3 separate regions of the Rattus norvegicus genome follow, and all the other regions are linked to region 1. Evidence: chromatin contacts called from public Hi-C data. All regions are on one chromosome and are shown on one strand. Each heading gives the region's core, a stretch centred on a gene start, on an enhancer-like site or on the middle of the called end of the contact. The rest is flanking DNA. Distances are from core to core; before and after follow the strand shown.

Evidence for each region. A called contact is a pair of places that touch in the nucleus more often than the background predicts.
Region 2: a Hi-C map of the A7r5 cell line shows a contact between it and region 1, with 6 times the contacts expected there. The contact joins two enhancer-like sites. A contact is called at or near these places in 6 of 12 Hi-C or Micro-C datasets (the A7r5 cell line, Schwann cells, kidney and 2 more).
Region 3: a Hi-C map of Schwann cells shows a contact between it and region 1, with 4 times the contacts expected there. The contact joins two enhancer-like sites. A contact is called at or near these places in 10 of 12 Hi-C or Micro-C datasets (the A7r5 cell line, the Rat2 cell line, Schwann cells and 6 more).

What each region holds. Positions count from the first base shown.
Region 1 is chr4:169,218,750-169,222,289 of GRCr8, forward strand. All of the region lies in intron 2 of Borcs5 (BLOC-1 related complex subunit 5), which reads left to right. Among named protein-coding and RNA genes, the nearest start is that of Borcs5, 16 kb to the left of the region's middle. Within about 2 kb of position 1,527, at least 7 of the 93 cell types and tissues checked have an H3K27ac peak or open chromatin away from gene starts, as enhancers often do. A contact at or near this core is called in the A7r5 cell line and Schwann cells, where this site is marked.
Region 2 is chr4:169,395,935-169,398,994 of GRCr8, forward strand. No RefSeq gene overlaps it. Among named protein-coding and RNA genes, the nearest start is that of Crebl2, 7.3 kb to the right of the region's middle. Within about 2 kb of position 1,792, at least 6 of the 93 cell types and tissues checked have an H3K27ac peak or open chromatin away from gene starts, as enhancers often do. A contact at or near this core is called in the A7r5 cell line, where this site is marked.
Region 3 is chr4:169,433,945-169,437,369 of GRCr8, forward strand. LOC108350781 (a long non-coding RNA gene) reads left to right here. Exons shown (of 3, transcript XR_001837740.3): 1 at 1-1,732. Among named protein-coding and RNA genes, the nearest start is that of Crebl2, 31 kb to the left of the region's middle. Within about 2 kb of position 1,612, at least 38 of the 93 cell types and tissues checked have an H3K27ac peak or open chromatin away from gene starts, as enhancers often do. A contact at or near this core is called in Schwann cells, where this site is marked.

The DNA.
Region 1 (3,540 bases), core at 277-2,776:
CTTTCAGTAACCACCCTGAGTCTCTTTCATTTGTCTGCTCATGCTGTCTTTCTCTAATTTGGATATCTGAGTGCACTTATATTGGCTTTTTCTCATTCATTTTTTTCCCCTGGCCTGTGTTTTACTGATCAAACACTCTGTTTGCTACAAGTCCTCTTCCTTCTTGCGTGTCTAGAAGTTTGATAACATTGCAGATGCTATGGTTTTGGTTGCTGTGTTCCTCTGGAGGATATTGGACTTTGCTCTGTTGCACATGTTGCATATTATTTATTCTTGAACTTTCTTCCTTTCTCCCCTCCTTTTGGGTCAGTCTCTTTATATAACTCTGGCTGTCCTGGAACTCGTTGTGTAGGCCAGGCTGGCCTCAAACCTACAGATCCGCTGACTCTGCCTCTGAGTGCTGGGATTAAACGTGCACCACCATGCCCAGCACTGTTGCAGGTTCCTGGTAATCAGTGCAGTCCTTTCTAGGCTTTTCTACTTCCCAGTCCCATTCTCCAAAGTGGTCTCCTTTTTAAAGAGTTTTTATTTATTTTATGTATGAATACACTGTAGCTATCTTTAGACACACCAGAAGATGGCATTGGATCCCATTACAGATGGTTGTGGGCCACCATGTGGTTGCTGGGAATTGAACTCAGGACCTCTGAAAGAGCAGTCAGTGCTCTTAACCACTGAGCCATCTCTCCAGCCCCCCCAAAGCAGTCTTTTTCATTTGTTTTTGTTTTTTCGAGGTAGGGTTTTATGTAGACTTATGTCCACTTGTTATGTAGACAAGGATGACCTTGAACTCCTGATCCTCCTGTCTCTACCTCTTGAGTGCTGGGATTTCAGGTATGGCTACCACAACTAGTGCACAGCAGTCTTCAGTGTATCATAACCCTTGCTAGCAAGGGGATAGATTCCTCCAAGCACTGCCTCTGAGAACTCTGGTGGCCTCAGTGTCTACCCACTTCTCTACTGTGGCTAGTGGCAGTAGGAACTATACTTGGCCTTGTATGAAGTCAGAAGTTGTTTTCCTGTGGTTGGCTCTCCAGCTTCATGGAATCTTACTCCATGTATTTCAGATTGGTATTAGCTGGAGATCCACAGGCCCCCTAGTGCAGAGCTTGGATGTCCCTTTACTTGGGTCTCGCTTCTCCCATGGTTTGCTGTGTCAGCTGAAGACACTAGTTTCCCCCATACTGTGCCCTCTTTCCACATTAGTAAGAAAACTAGGCTTTTCTCAGAGATACCCTTTGCTGTGCACTGAATGTCTTTATCAGTCCCAAACTGGACGTTGCAATGGAATTCATATGAGGTTATAGGGGATGGGAAGGGACGATGAGAGGAGGAACATGCTTATCTTTGCCAGGCAATCAGACAGCAAGCAGACTGACTGCCATTTGTATACCAGACCAGGTTCAGACTCTGGGCCGTGGGTGTTCCAGGCTTCAGAACTAGGAGAAAGAAAGATTTGTTGACTAAGCCACCCATCCATGTTGTTCTGGTTATAGCAGCCATGACTAAGTCACCTCCCTGGTCTACATCCTGGAAACTGCCTTCAGGCAGTGAGCTAGGAAAATAGAATGCTTTGTTTTCCTTCTCTTAGGGCTAGTCTAGCACTGCCCATGGCAGAGCGTCTGAAGAGGAGCTCATGTACTTTATCTGGTTTCTATTTGTTTATGACTGGAAGGCATAATGGTTAATTCTTTGTAGAAATTAGTAATTTCTATAAAAGTAGAAAAAAGAAAATTTTAATCCATTTTTAAAAAACTTTTTTTGTCTCTTCTTGCAACACATTGCTAAGTGCCTGAGAGTGTTCAGACAGGACACATGCAGATGAGACAACATGGCCACTAACCTTCAGGAACTCAGGTAGTTTTTTGGCAATTTAGACAGCTAAATAACTCCCAGTGATATAGTATGAGCAACACTGCTAGTATGCTAAAAAGAATAGGCCTGTGAGGAAGGGGGATTGTTTTATTTATTTACATTTCAAATGTTAGCCACCTTCCCGGTGTGGAAGGGGGTTATTCACGTAGCCTGTGGGGTACTCAGGCTTCACAGAGGAAAGCACATCTGAGCTGGACTCCAAGGATGGGTGAGAAGTTGCCATACAAAGGCAGAGAGGGCACTCCCAGCTTTAAAATCTTCAGTGTAAACACAAGGAACCACGTGAAGCCAAGGTGACTCTTGGCTAAAATTGTATTTGGGGTATAGTGTAATCTACGTAGCCATAGTAAGGAGGTCAAAATCCTGGTTTAAGCTTAGGCTCTTTTCTTTCCCTGACTGAGGTAAGTTCTTCCTACATAGACTAGACCATGATAGAAAACCACTTTAGTATTGAACCATCCCTCTACTTCAGTCGTAAACTTAGATTTTCATTTCAGTTAATCTCATGGTTAGCTCAGCGTGGATACGGTGGATCCGTCCTATAATCCTAGTACATGGAGCCGAGGCGAGGGACTGCTGTAATCTGGGGATGGCGGGATGGCCTGGGCTGCAGAGCAAGTTTTAGGTCTCCTCGGCCATAAAGAAAACCTCCCTCAGACAAACTGAAGTTAGAATAATTGCCAGCTCGTGTCCTGATTATTCTTTCTTTCTTATTTATATTTGTGATTTGTGTTATATTCTGAATTTAAACAAAAGCAAATATGTGGGGCTATGTCGCTGTAAGCAGTACCCCCTCTCAGCAGTTAAAACTCTGCCGAAGTTTGACCTAAGATGTATGTATTTTCTCTGAAGCTCTAGTTTGTTAGTACTTTGTGACAGTCTGAATACATAAGGGTAGGCAGTGTGAAAGTCTGTCAGTCATTTTAAGTTTTTCCACTTTTCAAAAAATCCTTTTTATAACTAACATGTAGAAGTGAAATATCAGCCTAGGAAAGATGAGGCTTTATAAATATTTCCAGAATTGAAAAAAATTACGTTCTTTGCACTTCTCAGGTTTTAACTGATGATTGGATAGCTTGATTTGGTAACAATCTTACAGTGTTCAGTTCATTGGAAATAAAGTTCTTAACTCCTGAACAGAAGGGAGTTATATTCTAGATTTAGAACTGTGCTGCCTAAATATTTATTCATCAATCTAAACAAATTTATTGATTCTGTTCATCGTATATCTTTAGGCTATAGATACAAAAGCAGGACATGGTTGTGGTCTATGAACAGTTCCTGGTGGGTTTTTTTGGTGGGGGGTTGGTTGGAGGGAACTGTCATAATAGCACAAAGTAAGGGGCTCACAGATGTAGGGAACCTAAGGGAAGAAAAGCTATTCTGAGACTTAAAGGTCGACGAGAATTAGAACGGTGTGGAAGACCCTCTGGTCATCTTGCTGGTGTGGATTAAGCTTGCCTTATTCCAAATGCTTTGTAATATCAGTGTTTTAGGTTTTAGGGTTTTTAGGTTTTTGGTATTTTCATAGGCTTTAGATGTTCTGAAACTTTTGAGCACTGACATCGTGTTCAAAATGCTCCGCATCTTAGGGCGTCTCTGGTTTTGAAGTAAGGATGCTCAATCTCTAACTTCTTTGGGGGGAGGGGTGGATTCACAACAGGG
Region 2 (3,060 bases), core at 542-3,041, 180 kb after region 1:
CTCTCTGTATTTTCACTTTGCAGACAGTCCCCCACAGACCTGCACCCAATAAAACTGCCTTTATATACATTAATTTGACTTAAATTGCCTCATTTCATCAGACAGAGATAACCTATTAGAAAGCACACTTTGTTCTGAATTGCCAGAACCCCTACCCCTTTGCTCTTTAAAGATCTGCGATCTGGAAGTTAAAGAGATGACTCAGAGGTTAAGAGTCCTTGCTGTTCTTGCAGAGGACCCAGGTTCAGAACCCAGCATCAACATGGTAATTCACAACCATCTGTAACTCCAGTTCCAGGGGATCTAGTGCACTCTTCTGCCTTCCATAGGCATTAGTATGCACATGCTACACATACAAACATGCAGACGAAGTGTCCCTACCCATAAAGTAATAGTATTTAAGGCTCTAAAACCTGGTTATGTGCCCCTTGTCAGATTTCCATTCAGCAAAGCTCTCCAAGCTTACCAAGCCTTTCACTCCTTAGGAACAGTGGGCTCCTAAGGCAAAGCTGTGAACTGTAAACGCAGGTTGCGCTAAGCTTAGACAGCTTCAGGTCTGAGTCAATGAAACAGAATACACCCACGCCCCGCCCCCACCCCCGTCCCCACACACAGTCAAAGCAGGTATCTGTTCTGGCCAGCCTTCTCTTACAGAGCACACCGTGTTGAACAGATGCTTATTACCTAAGTAAGTGTCCTATTGGCTCTTCAAATAAGAGCCACCTGTGTCTTTTCCAATTGATCACTACCCTGTTTTTGATACAGGGTCTCTCACTGGGCCAGGAATATTGCCCGTTTGGTTAGGTTAGTGGCCCAGTGAGCAGCACCCTTCCATGGCCTCTGCGTCAGTCTCTGCCTCCTGCCCTGCTTGAGTTCTTGTCCTTACTGGTTTTGATGATGAACAGTTGTATGGAACTGTGAGCACAATAAACCCTTCCCTCCCAGAGTAGCTTTGGTCATGCTGTTTCGTCACAGCAATGAAGACCCTAAGACACCAGTGTTGGGGTTCCAGACCTACCCCTCTGTACTTGGCCTTTATGTAGGTGCTGGGATCCGAGCTCAGGTCCTCATCGTGCTCAGTGAGCTCCTCACTCACTGGGCCATCTCTATTTGGTTTTTTGAGTGGGTCACTTGACTGTAGCCTTGGCTGGCTTGGAACTCGCTATGTAGAAAGACTGGCCTTATCTTTGTGGCAATCCTCCTGCCTCCGAAGGACAGTGATTATACTGTCAGGCTACTATGCCAAGCTTTTGACACAGGATTTCTGTATTATCAAATCTCAAATGGGCCTTAAATTCACACGTAGCCCAGCCGATCTCAAATTTGTGGCAAACCTTCTGCCTCAGCCTCTTGAGTGTGGAGATTGCAGCATGGGGGTGATGTTATTCCTTGTTCTTGTTAGCCTCCCTCTCTCCCTTTCCTTCCTTCTTTCTTCCTGTCTTTCTTTTGTTCCTTCCGAAAGCTAGAGTCCAAATCGGTTGCTGACTCTGAACATAGCCCTTCAGACTCTTGTCTCAGAACTTCTTAACCAACGCAGAGTTAAGTAGGTGCTTTGCTGTGTAAATGTAGGCATATTTTTCTGAGTAGGCCCAAACGGGGCAAGGCATGTTGCCAAACGCCTTTACAACACCAACGGACTTTTCAGATGGAATATTTTAAAACATTGTTGAAAAAGAAAAAAAGCTAAATATTTAGGAAAAAACAAGGGAGGGGAATACTTCACTGTCAAATGACTTGGGCCACACACACCACAGAATGTGACTAATACTTCAGCAGTGAGTTCACCTCAAGCATTTCACGAATGTCACATGACCCGCCCACTTTTCCTCTACACCTTTGAAGATCAGCGCAGCGATAGTGCCCTGTTGTTCTGGTGCCAGATTTGTGTCTCAATAGGCGCTGCATTCCCCCATGCAGAATGCTACACTGTTCCCCGTGCAGGGCTCCTCTGATACGGTTAAATCTCGCTCCATCGCCTCCTCTCTTAATCTCATTCCACCCCCTTCCTCTCTTCAATCAGTTTTTTTTTTTTTAATTGTTGAATAGGGTTTTTTTTTCTCCTTTCCTTTCTCCTCTCTGTCATGGTTTGAACAATGTACAAATGCATTCTGCAAACCATGCTACATTTTAACATCTTAATACTCGGAACAGGCTATCTGTCCCTTCTCTAAAGGTAGGCTGGAGGGAGATAATTCATGAACAGCCATTTCTGGGTGGGCCCTGGGAGTCAACATTCATGATGCTCTGTTACAAGGTTCAGAAGGTAGAATAGTGAAAGGCTCTTGGGCAGGACACTTGCCTTGCTCCCCGGGCCATGAGTTCGATGTTCAGCAACACAAAATAAAACGCAAGGAAAACTCACTATAGAACCAGGTATGGTGGCACATGACACACATCAGGAGACTGAGGAAGCAAATTCAGCACTAGCTTGGGCTACATAGTGAGGCATCCTGTCTCAATAAACAAAACTAGAAACTCACACACTGCAGACATTAACACAATGGCTCTCGTGGCCATCTTCCTCCTTTTTGTTTGTTTGTTTGTTTGTTTGTTTTCTTTGAGGCAGGATTTGTATGGCCCTAAATTCAGTGGGTAGCCAAAGCTGGCCTTGAATTCTTGATCTCTGTGTCTGCCTCCTGAATACTGGGATTACAGGCCTACCCCACCACACTCACAGGCTACAGTGCTGGAGCTGTGAGGACTGAACTCAAGGTTTTGTACATGTAAAGCAAACACTATCAACACACACACATAAACACACACACACACACACACACACACACACACACTTCACACTTTGGTAGGCCTTTAAAAAAGATTGTTTATTTCCAGATTATGTTTTTTCACACCAAATTTACATTAAAAGTTCACCTTTAATGAGAGTTAGGAAAGGGTACGTCAATTTTTCAGTCATATACTTAATGAGAACAGTCTTATGAGGCAAGGTCTCATGTAGCCCAGGCTAGCCTCAGGCTGAGTTTGAACTCCGGATTCTCCAGCAGGTGTTGGCATTTCTTCTAGGCTCCGCCCCACAGTTACTTGGTAACAGCCAGGTGTGCC
Region 3 (3,425 bases), core at 362-2,861, 220 kb after region 1:
AGGGCATCCAAACCTCGTAAACTCTACTGTGTAACTCAGAGCTGATGGAGAGTTGCCAGTGCAGTCCCTGCAATTCCTTTGTTTTGAGTTGGTTTTGTTTTGCTTTTGTTTTCCCACACACTCCTGTAGCCAATCCTGGCTTTGAATTCCTAACTCTCGCCTCTAGCTCCCACATGCTGGGGTTATAAGCATGGGACACTGTTATGGTTGGTGTGGCCAATTTGACAGAATCTAAGATTGCCTGGAAGATGAGCCTCCAAGTGTATCTATGTAGGGGATGATCAATGATCTGGACTGCTTTATTTAGAGTGGGAAAATCTGCCCACTATGGGTGGTACAATTCCTTCTGCCCACTATAGGTGGTACAATTCCTTCTGCCCACTATGGGTAGTACAATTCCTTCTGCCCACTATGGGTAGTACAATTCCTTCTGCCCACTATGGGTAGTACAATTCCTTCTGCCCACTATGGGTAGTACAATTCCTTCTGCCCACTATGGGTGGTACAATTCCTTCTGCCCACTATGGGTGGTACAATTCCTTCTGCCTACTATGGGTGGTACAGTTCCTCCTACAAAGGATCCTGGACTGAATAAAAGGATAAAATGATCTAAGCAAGGTTCACTCTTCCTCCCTCCCTCCCTCCCTCCCTCTCCTTCCTCCCCTCCTTCTCCCCCTCTTCCTCACACTGGTTCTTGGCTGCCAAGATGATGTGACCAACTCTTTCAAGTTCCTGCTGCCTTAAATTAGCTTCCATGATGGACTGTACCTTGAACTGTGAACCTTTCACAGTCATTTGAACCTTTCCTCCCTAGAGTTTTTTGTGTCACAGTATTTAATCACACGAACAAGAAAATAAACTAAGAAAGATACCGTGCGTAAATTTAACTTTCATGAAACGGGGTCTTTCTCTGCAGCACAAAGAGCCCTTGAATTCCAGGTCCTCTTGCCTCATCCTCTCAAGTACTAGAATCATATGTGTATAGCATCCCTGGCTTAAAGCAGTGTTTTATTGTTTGCTATTTATTTGGAGGGGTGTGTGGTTGTGTGTGTGTGTGTGTGTGTGTGTGAATGTGTATGTGTGCACACATACATACACCACAGCATGCATAGAGATCAGAGCTCAAACTATGGGAATCTGTTTTCTCCTTCTATCCTGTGGGTTTAGGAGCTCAAACTCAGGTCCAGACCAGGCTTGGTATCAAGCACCTTTAAACATTGAATTATCTCACCGGACTCCAAAAACCCTTTTAAAAAGGCTTCTGAGAAAGAATAGATAGCACGTCTTGACGTGTTCACATTTGGAAAAAGTCCAGAACTGCCTAGATTGTAGCAGCTCAAAAAATTAGAAACTGAGAGGCCTGAGGTCAATGAGATAGGCCTGAACGGAATTCATTCCACACCGAGTTTAACTGACTATTTAACCCTGCACATGTGCACCCGCTCAGGGGAAACTAGAGGGTATTGCCATGACGACATCTGCACGTTCTCTGAACCAAATTATGGAAGCAGCCGAGGGGCAGAATGGAGCTCAGACTGTATAGTGCTTACCGAGCACGCACAAAGTCCTGGATTTGCTGCCAGCAAGGAAAAACGTCAGATGTGGTGATGCATGCCTGTAATCCCAGGACGGGGGACGTTGAGGCAGGAGGATCAGGGAGTACAAAATCAGCCCGGGGTACATGAGAGACGCTGACTTAGAAAGAAAAGGAACAGAAAACAGAGAAGACACGGTAAGTGCTGTGGGTTTGGTGGTCTGCCGGGGCTTTTTTGAGCGTGATCACATTTGTAAAATGGTTTAAAAAAAATATTTTGAGTAGCGATTTCGCGCCTGTAACGGGTATTATTTGCCAGGGGACTTCCTCTGATGTTTGAAGCTTTGCATTTTGAGCACACCAATTAACTCATAGCTGAGTCTGGGTACTCAGCAAGCTTGGCTGTGTGGTTGCTAAGAGACCAAGATTTCTCTGAATTCCGATGACTAGTTTGGTCAAGAGAGGGCTCTGCCCGCTAGCCACAGCGCCGTCAAGCGGCAATCTGCAGAACTGCATCCGGGTTCTTCAGCCTTCCCTTCCTGACGAATTTGAACAAAGGCGGGCTATGCATCCTTTCAAGGTCTGCGCGCAGCAACGACGTTTTTTTTCCTCCAACACATGAATTGTGTCGCAGTAAGCAGGAGAGATACAGAACTGATTACCAAATTAAAAATAAATATTAAATAAAATGTATTGGTGTGTGTGTGTGTGTGTGTGTGTGTGTGTGTGTGTGTGTGTAGAACCATAAGGCAGGGGTATGGTGGATACAACTTTCTGGAGCTGGTTCTTTCCGTTTAGGGACAGAACTCAGTCAAATTGGTGGCAAGCACCTCTACCTGCTGAGCCATCTCACCCACCCACCCAGTTTGCCAGGAATGGTAGATCATCCTTTTTTTTTTTTTTTTTTTTTTTTTTTTGGTTCTTTTTTTCAGAGCTGGGGACCGAACCCAGGGCCTTGTGCTTGCTAGGCAAGCACTCTACCACTGAGCTAAATCCCCAACCCCGATCATCCTTAACTTTACTTAAGTGGCTTGATGACAATCTTCTAAAGGGTAAGAGGCTTCCTTCTGCTCTGGATAAAAATGTATGTAACTTAATATTTTCTAAATTTCTTTTTATGAACACTGGTGTTCTGCCTGTGTATGTATGTCTGTGTGAGGTTGTCAGATCCCCTGGAACTGGAATTAGACAGTTGTGAGCTGCCATGTAGGTGCTGGGAATTGAACCCAGGTCCTTTTTTTTCTTCTTTTTTCTTTTTTTCGGAGCTGGGGACCGAACCCAGGGCCTTGCGCTTGCTAGGCAAGTGCTCTACCGCTGAGCTAAATCCCCAACCCCACAGCCAGTGTTCTTAAGCACTAAATATTTTATGTATTTGCTTTTTATTAGACATAGTCCTGCTTTGTAACTAGGCTGGCCTGGAGCTCAACTATTATAGTCCAGCATGTGTGAGAGGGAGTGGGGGTGGGGGTGATGTTGGGGACTAACCTTCTTACATGTTAGACCGTCACTTTGCCATTGGGCTATAGCCTTTTTTTATTTTTTAATTTGAAGACGCAGGGCATGCCAGCATAAGACTTTAATCCCAGCACTCTGGCCACAGAGGCAGGCAGATCTGTATGAGTCTAAGTCTTGCCTGGTGAGTCCCAGGGACAGCCAGGGTTACATAATGAGACATTAACTTAAAAAAAAAAATTAAATTTGTAAAAAAACCGAAAATTAAACAAAGCTAAGTGTAGAGCTGCAAACTGGTGTAAACCCAGTATTTGGAAGGTAAAACCAGGAGAGTCAGGAGTTCAAGGCTAACCTTGTCTTTGTATAAAGTTCTAAACCAGCTTAGCCTACTTGTATCAAAACCAAAAATCCATAAAGAAAGCGAGCTGGTCAACTGTGC